Linked DNA regions of Pan troglodytes: region 2 is linked to region 1. A link is a contact called in public Hi-C data. All regions are on one chromosome and are shown on one strand. The core of a region is the stretch at or near the end of the contact, and the rest is flanking DNA. Distances in the headings are between cores, read along the strand shown. Region 1 holds the start of LPL (lipoprotein lipase). Region 2 has its middle 69 kb from the start of SLC18A1.

Region 1 (3,769 bases), core at 386-2,885:
AGTGCTGGGACTACATGGGTGAGCCACTGCTCCCTGCCAACTTTTTGTTTTTTAATCTAACAAAAATGTTTCACAAATTAATGCCAAAATAAAACAAACGTTTAGCGGCCATCAAAGCTATGGACAGACTCTATTATAACTTGAACCGCTGGGGACGTGCCGCCTGAGAGCACATCCAAGCGACACCGCCCTAATTGCAATTCCAGCAAGGAAGAAAAAAGGAAATGTTGTCCCGTGTTATGAATGGCTTCAGCTGCTCTCTATGCTGCTGTTGCATGTTTACTGAATCGAGGTTCGAATTAAGCAGGCTGCCTCCATTGCGGACAGGTCTGAGACATTCTCATTTGGCCCCGAGCGCCTGGACCCCAGCGAGCGGGCGGTTCCCTGGCGGCGGTGACCACCGTTGTGCTCGCTGCCTCCACGCGGCGCCCGTCAACCCCACGTGCTCGCAGCCGCGCGGCGGGGCCGGGCGCCCGGAGCTGGCCTCAGCCCCCAGGACAGAAAGGGTGGCCAAATGCAGACCTGGCAACCCCCGAGTCGGCGACCACAGATTGCTGGTGGCTGCGCCACGGTTTCGGGAGGGTCAGCCCCTCGCTGGGTTCTCAGGGCACTAAGAAAAGAGGCGCATGCGAGCCTGGAAGCTGGAGAGAGTCCCGGGCTCCCCAGAGCGGGTGGGACGCCGCGTCCCCAGGACTCCGCGCCACGCGTCCTTTCTCCACCCCGACACCCACTGCCACTCCCACAGCGGAGCGAGGGGCCCCGCCGAGGGCGAGCGTGCCCCGTGCGGCTGAGATGCCCGGAACGCCTCCCCGCGCCCCGGCTTCCCCAGAAGGGGCCACAGTCGGCCCGCGAGTCCCCGGGCGGGGGCTGAGCCGCAGTGCCAACCAAGCCGAGGTCACCTTGGCCCGCGCGCCTTTCATTCCAGAGCCCCTCCGGCAGAGAGGTGACTGCAGGTCACCGCCAGCCGGGCCCTTACTCCCCGCCTCCGCCGTCCCGGCCCCCACACCCCGGAACCTCCCCGGCGGAGCCTGCGCGCCCGGGAACGCGGTCCCAGCCAGAGTGGAAGAGATAGCGCGGGAACCCGGCAGAGAGAAAAAGCGGGAACTGGGCGCCGCCGCTTCACGATCGGGAGGAGATTCCCTCCCGGCCCCTCCTGGATCCCACTCCGGGGACCGTTTCGGGGCTAGAGCCCAGGCTGGGAGAGTCCCTGGGCGCATCCACTGCCCCTTCCAACTTCCTTCTTCTCATCCTCAGTTCGGGTGGCAGTGGCCACCCGCCGGGTCTGCAGGTGGAGGGGAGTTTGCGCGCAAAACTTACGGTCGGCGGCGGCCACCCCTCCGCGGGAGGCGGTCAGACTCTGGAGCCACACGGCCAGAGTCAGCACGAGCAGGGCTTTGCTCTCCATCTCGGGGCGCGTCCCTCTGGAGGAGCTGCAAGGCGCGGACCGACTGATGAGCCGGCTGAGCCGCAGGCTGGAGAGGGCTGGAGCCGCGGTTTGGCGCTGAGCAAGTCGCCCTTTAAAGGGGAGGGCAGGGCAGCTAGAAGTGGGCAGCTTTCCCTTGAGGAGGAGGAAGAGGGGGAATCGAGTCTGACACTGTTTTCACGCCAAGGCTGCTTATGTGACTGGAAATATGCAAATAAACCTCATCACCTATTGGCTATAAAATCATAAGTTGGGGGGAGGGCCCTAAATTCACTTCTAAACGTTTGAGCAAACAGTAATGAGGCTCAACCCTGCCAACGAGAAGAGGGGGAAAGGGCAGACGGAAAAATTTGCTTTGTTAGGCTCCTGTTCGCTTAGCTTAAGGGGTTCCACTCTACCCGGGGCCCCCTGTCTAAGCACCAAACACAGGTTTACATCGATTCACGTTAAATACTCAACAATCAGCTGTTTTCCAAGGAGGGAAAGTTTAGCTGTTAAATTACATTTGATAGGCACTTTAATACACCTCTCTTTTGATGAATCCTGTTTGTCACTTGCAGTCCTCCCTCACTCACCCCGCACCCCATCCCCACCCCCGCAAAGTCAATGTAGGGATAGAGGGACACACATTGCGTCCCAGCTTGTGCTTGTACAATCTGGTGTTTTAACATTGGCAAGATGGATCAGCTTATGTGATGGAGAAAAGCCTACTTGCTCTAACTAGTTTCTAATTTTTGTCTCATGCAAATTATTCTCAATCCTCAAACTCATCAAGGAATGCAAGGATAATATTTTATGTTCAGAGGCAGAACATCGAGGTCAAATAATCTAAAGCCGTATTGAGTTATGATAAGTGAAAGAAGATAGTCACAAAAGACACATATTGTACGATTCCATTTAAAGTGTCCACAAATAGACAAATCTATAGAGACCAAAAGTAGATCAGTGCTTGCCTGGGGCTGGGTAATTAATAGGGGAAGGGAAGAATAGAGATTTGGGGGTAGTTGATGACAATGTTCTAGATTACATTATGCTGACGCTGCACAACTCTGTAAATATACTAAAAGCAACAGAATTATGCACTTTCAATGGGAGAATTATATAGTGTGTAAATTATAAGTCAGTAAAGCTATTTTTACATGGATAAGAGGCATGCACATAAAATAAGAAAAAAATAACATTAGATACTATGCTTTTCTGCCGAAATGCTTGGAATACTTTTAAATATCTTTTTAAATATAAGGGATTTACATTAGCCAGGAAGGACAATGAAGTGTATCCCCAACCCCCTCTCAGTTTATGGCTGAGAAACTGGCTCATCAAATCAGAACCTCCAATCTACTATATTTATGGTCTGAATATTTTTAATGTCCCCTTTTATTCATCCCACCCTCCGTCACACACACACACAAACATACAATGCACAATTGTAGGTTAGAACAACGAAATGCTTTTTAAAAAACTGGGCTCACTTTTTAAGTTTTTCTCAAAAAATGAAATAAAAGTTGATAATACCCAAATATTTCAAAGGTCTCTATTCTGCACAACAATTCTATCTTTAAGTTGATGCATTCCGTGCCACAACACACCGTCTTGTATTGCAATTATTACACAATATACTGTGCACGTTCACTCTAACCTACAAAGTATGTAGAGAATCTTGAAACCTGCCAAAAATTAAACTTCGCAGAACTTTAGAAGTGGCAGAACAGACCATGCAAGGGATGAATAACTATGATGTGGCCGTCCTCCAAAAATCATGTAGTAAACTCTAATTTTAAAAAATGACAGAAGATGAGTACAATTGCATTGGATGTGTTCATGGTGTGAATGGCATATAAACAGACGTGCAGAAATGCCTGCTATCTTATATAGAATACTCCTGCAGCCTATTTTCATGCATAAATGTCCTTTGATAAGACAACCAAACCAAACTGCACTTCTGTGCCTTTCAGAAAACTGCAAGGAGATTTTATGTAATTGCTAAGGGAAAGTCTGATACTTATAGCGTATTTTTAAAATGATTTCCCAGGCTAACCAGATAACAAAATTAAAGCACTCAAGAGTTGGAGGATATGTAATATTTAAATATGAATCCAGTTTGGAGTGAACTGTGCCATTAGCATGTCCAATAGAGTGGCTGAGATTTCCAGGAAGACTTAATTTACAGCAGCTTAGCCTGGTTAAAAAAAAAAAAAAAAAAAAAAAAAAAAAGCAAGACAGGTTGGCTCCTCTCCCAGGGCCAGCGCGGAGCAGGTGGGTGTGGCGGCAACGCTCTCTCCTGATTGGCTGCACTGGGAGCCATCAGGTGCCCGCCTTCTAACGCAGAAACTCACATGATCTCTA
Region 2 (3,769 bases), core at 649-3,148, 170 kb before region 1:
AGAAGTGCATATGGGGGTGTGTATCTTTCCTTTTGCTTGGACTCCAACATGGCTCAACACAGCACTGGCCAAATTGGTAAAAAATGAGGCCATGTGGAAGGAGAATAGTTTGAGCAAAGGTAGGAGACACTAGCGTAGGTCCAGACCCACGGGGGTTATGAATCACATGCTTGGGAAGTTGTAATGAGAGAGAAGGCTGGAACATTTAGAAGCAGCGAGAGTGTGAAGGGCTTTGAATACCATTTTGAAGATGTTTGGAATTAATAGTGTGGATACTTCAGGTACCATAGAATGTTTCTGAACAAGGATTGTGGACACAAACACACCTAAGGCCAGTCTATGGAGCAAACACACCTGAGGCCAGTCTGCGGGTAGTAGGGAGCATCTGTTGGAGAGGGTGAGTCAGGAAAGAGAATTGCTGGAGGAAGCAGCCACTGCCATCAAGCAGGAGAAATGGAAGAGTCCTCCCAACCAGGCAGAGGGCCTCAGGCTTAATAGACTGTGCTGTTCAGAGTATAGTTATAAGGACTTCTTCAGCTCCTTCTTCAATAATCTAAGAAGCTTTGCTGAGTGCTTCCTGTAGGTAACAAACTAACATCCACTTGAACACAGGAAGTGCATTGTGATTCTTTTTCCCGATGAGGACACAGCAGCCCCACTGAGTTAGGTATCCTGTCTAACAATCTCACACCCTTATTTTCATCAGCTGCTGTGATCTCTGGGCCACGTAAATTTCTAAGTGGAGGTACAGTGAGTTCCTAAGAAGCCAGGCCTTTCCTTGTCTCTGCTATTAGAGCTGTGTTGCTATAAATTTCAGAGACAGAGTCAACATCCCATCTCGGATGGAGGGGAGGAGTGGAAAACCAGCCCTCAACTTTTTTGGGGTGTTTTTCTTTCCCATGTTGTAGTAAGCATGCTAAGAAAAGATAAAGTTTTGCAGATGTGAACTGATTGGAGAAGAAAACTTGTTCTGTAAAATACACATATTGTTAAACCTCACTAATTCTGTTTTAATTTCCTGAGAAATCACAGTGGATCAGATGAAGGATGAATTGATTTATGATTGATTATAAAGGAAGTGTGGTTCTTGCTGTTGTTAAAAACAGCAGATGTATTAAATTTAAAAGAGTTTTAATTGAGCAAAGAACAATTCGAGAATCGGGCAGCCTCTGGAGCCAGAATAGACTCAGAGACTCCAGCGCAGCCACATGGTGGAAGAAGATTTATGGACAGAAAAAGGAAAGTGACTTAAAGACAACAGATGTGAGGAACAAACAGGTGGATTCGTTACAGCTTGGAGCTTGCCTTATTTGCACACTTTGAATAGATGGCCACGTTTGATTGGCCAAAACTCAGTGATAGGCACAAAGTAGGCTACAGTCTGTTTACACCTCCATTTAGGTTATAATTCATGATGTATAGAGAAACCTTTAGGCTGATCATAAAATGCGTCAGGAGGTAGCTTTAGGCCAAACTTGATTCAACACTGGGAAGAAGTAATGTAAACACGATGGCAGGTTGGAGATTCAGAATACTTCAGAGGCATGAAAAGCCCACGTAAGCATTGTCAAGAGTAAGAAAAACCCATTAAAATCCAACTAAGTCAACAATTTCTATTTATACGTTAAAGACTCAAAAGGAGTTCTCTCAAATGATACGTTTAGAAAATGATTTTAGTTAGAATACAATTTAAAAAATATAAAACTAGATCTCTTGAATTATATTCAGAAACATACTTTCTCACAAATGTAGACAGGCCTTTCCTCAATTGGTCTGAAATGCTGAACTGGATTGAATGAGACAAATCCCTATTTGAGTGTCAGTTCCTGGGAAGGATGCTAAGGTGGGTACGACCTTGCTCTCCAGGAGAGGGCACTATCCTGTCGGGAATTAGAGAGTAAAACAAGAGAAAAAGAAGTTACTTAGCAAAAGACTTGAAATATTATCTGCTTTAGTCAGCTCAGGCTGCCATAACAAAATACCATAGCCTGGGATTCACGTGGAGAGATGAGTCTCAGCAGGGGTGGGCAGATGCAAGCCTACTGAGGTGACAGCATGGCCACTGGCATTCGCAGGGCCCCAAGGGACCCCAGAGGCCCTCTCAATGACTTGGGGAGGTTTTATTAATGGGCTTGGCTTCAGAAAGCTAGATCCAGTTATTTTGTTTTTGTTTTTAATTTTATGTCTCCTCAAATTCCCTTTACCATGGGCATAGTTTTGAGGTGGTGGCAAAAGAGGCCTTCAGGTCTGTGCTTAATGTTTGCTTTGTAGAAAAACTCACTGGAATGCATCAACTCTAGATTATAACACATGAAAAGTAGAAAATCTGTGCTGGGATGTAAGCAGACTCCAGAGATGATCAGGTGAGGCAAAGCGAAATAGGCCATGCCTGCTAACAACTGCCCAACTTCAAGGAAATAGAAAATAGAGGACAACATGATGTTGGCCAAAACTTGTCCATCACTAAGGTAGCAATAATATCCAATCAGGCATAGCATGTGGAAAATACTACAGAGTAGGCATACTGGCTACCATTGATCAGGGCGATCATAGTATCACCAGTGGTGTGCCAGAACAGACTGGTGAAAGGTACACCATGCCAAATTTTTCTCGAAAAAACCTTGCTAGAGCTTATTTTTTAAGAAAACAGAATAGGCTGGGCATAGTGGTTCACGTCTGTAATCCCAGTACCTTGGGAGGCCGAGGCAGGCAGATCACGAGGTCAGGAGTTCGAGACCCGCCTGGCCAACATGGTGAAACCCCATCTCTACTAAAAATACAAAAATATTAGCCAGGCATGGTGGCGGCAAGTGCTGTAATCCCAGCTACTCAGGAGGCTGAGGCAGGAGAATTGTTTGAACCTGGGAGGTGGAGGTTGCAGTGAGCCGAAAGTGCCACTGCACTCCAGCCTGGGTAACAGAACGAGACTCTGTCTTCAAAACAAAACAAAATAAAAACCTATAGATTGGATGGCCTACATTCTGGAGGCTGGAAGGCTGAGAGCAAGGTGCCAGCATGGCTAGGTTCTGGCGAGGGCCCCCTTTCTGGCCGGCAGATGGCTGCTACCACTCCACCTACTCCTGTGGACTTTCTTTAGTATACGCTCCTGGAGAAAGGGAGAGAGAAAGCTCTCTGGTATCCCTTCTTCTAAGGGCACTAAGTCCATCAGACCAGGGTCTCATCCTCCTGACCTCATTTAATCCTAATCATCTCCCAGAGGACCCATCTCCAAATATCATCCCCTTGGGTGTTAAAGCTTCAATATATAAACTTGGCAAGTGGGGGACAGAAGCATTCAGCTCCAAGCATTATCAAAGTTTATAATTGCAGGAGATTGATTGAAGTGAGAAAGAGCGAAATGTTTCTGAAACAGTTAAAGGGAAGAAGTGGGCCCAGGAAAGTGCTGTGGAAGCCAGAGTTTGGGCTGTACTACTTAGAAGGGACTGGGTTTCAGTCAGGCATCTGACTGAAAGGGAATGCGTCTTGGGAAAGACAGAAGCAGGCATTTTGAGGAAAGCACAGGTATGCTAGGGACATTCAGGCCACAGACAGAGAAGGGGGAGGAATGGCAGGGTGAAAAGCCACCAGGACAGAAGTGTCAGGTTGAGCAGAAAAGAAAGCTAAGGAGGAAGAGGTGGCTGGGTCTGGGTTAAGGGACCCTCAGAGTCTCTAATGGGTCAGAGGAAGCTGGCTTCCATCCTACTGGTAGAAGGGAAGGGAGCATATAGAGGCAGTCGTCCAGGAAGATGATTGGCCAGGGCCATGAAGT

Evidence for each region. Hi-C and Micro-C count contacts between places; a contact is called where the count stands out from the background.
Region 2: a contact with region 1 is called in a Hi-C map of induced pluripotent stem cells, with 2.1 times the contacts expected there. The contact joins the enhancer-like site here to the promoter of LPL in region 1. A contact is called at or near these places in 2 of 7 Hi-C or Micro-C datasets (induced pluripotent stem cells and stem cell-derived neural progenitor cells).

Annotation. Positions count from the first base shown.
Region 1 is chr7:28,246,137-28,249,905 of NHGRI_mPanTro3-v2.0_pri, reverse strand. It overlaps LPL (lipoprotein lipase), which reads right to left and starts at 1,635. Exons shown (of 10, transcript XM_001149804.8): 1 at 1,318-1,635. The coding sequence starts at 1,405.
Region 2 is chr7:28,420,975-28,424,743 of NHGRI_mPanTro3-v2.0_pri, reverse strand. No RefSeq gene overlaps it. Among named protein-coding and RNA genes, the nearest start is that of SLC18A1, 69 kb to the left of the region's middle. Within about 2 kb of position 1,898, at least 1 of the 24 cell types and tissues checked has an H3K27ac peak or open chromatin away from gene starts, as enhancers often do. A contact at or near this core is called in induced pluripotent stem cells, where this site is marked.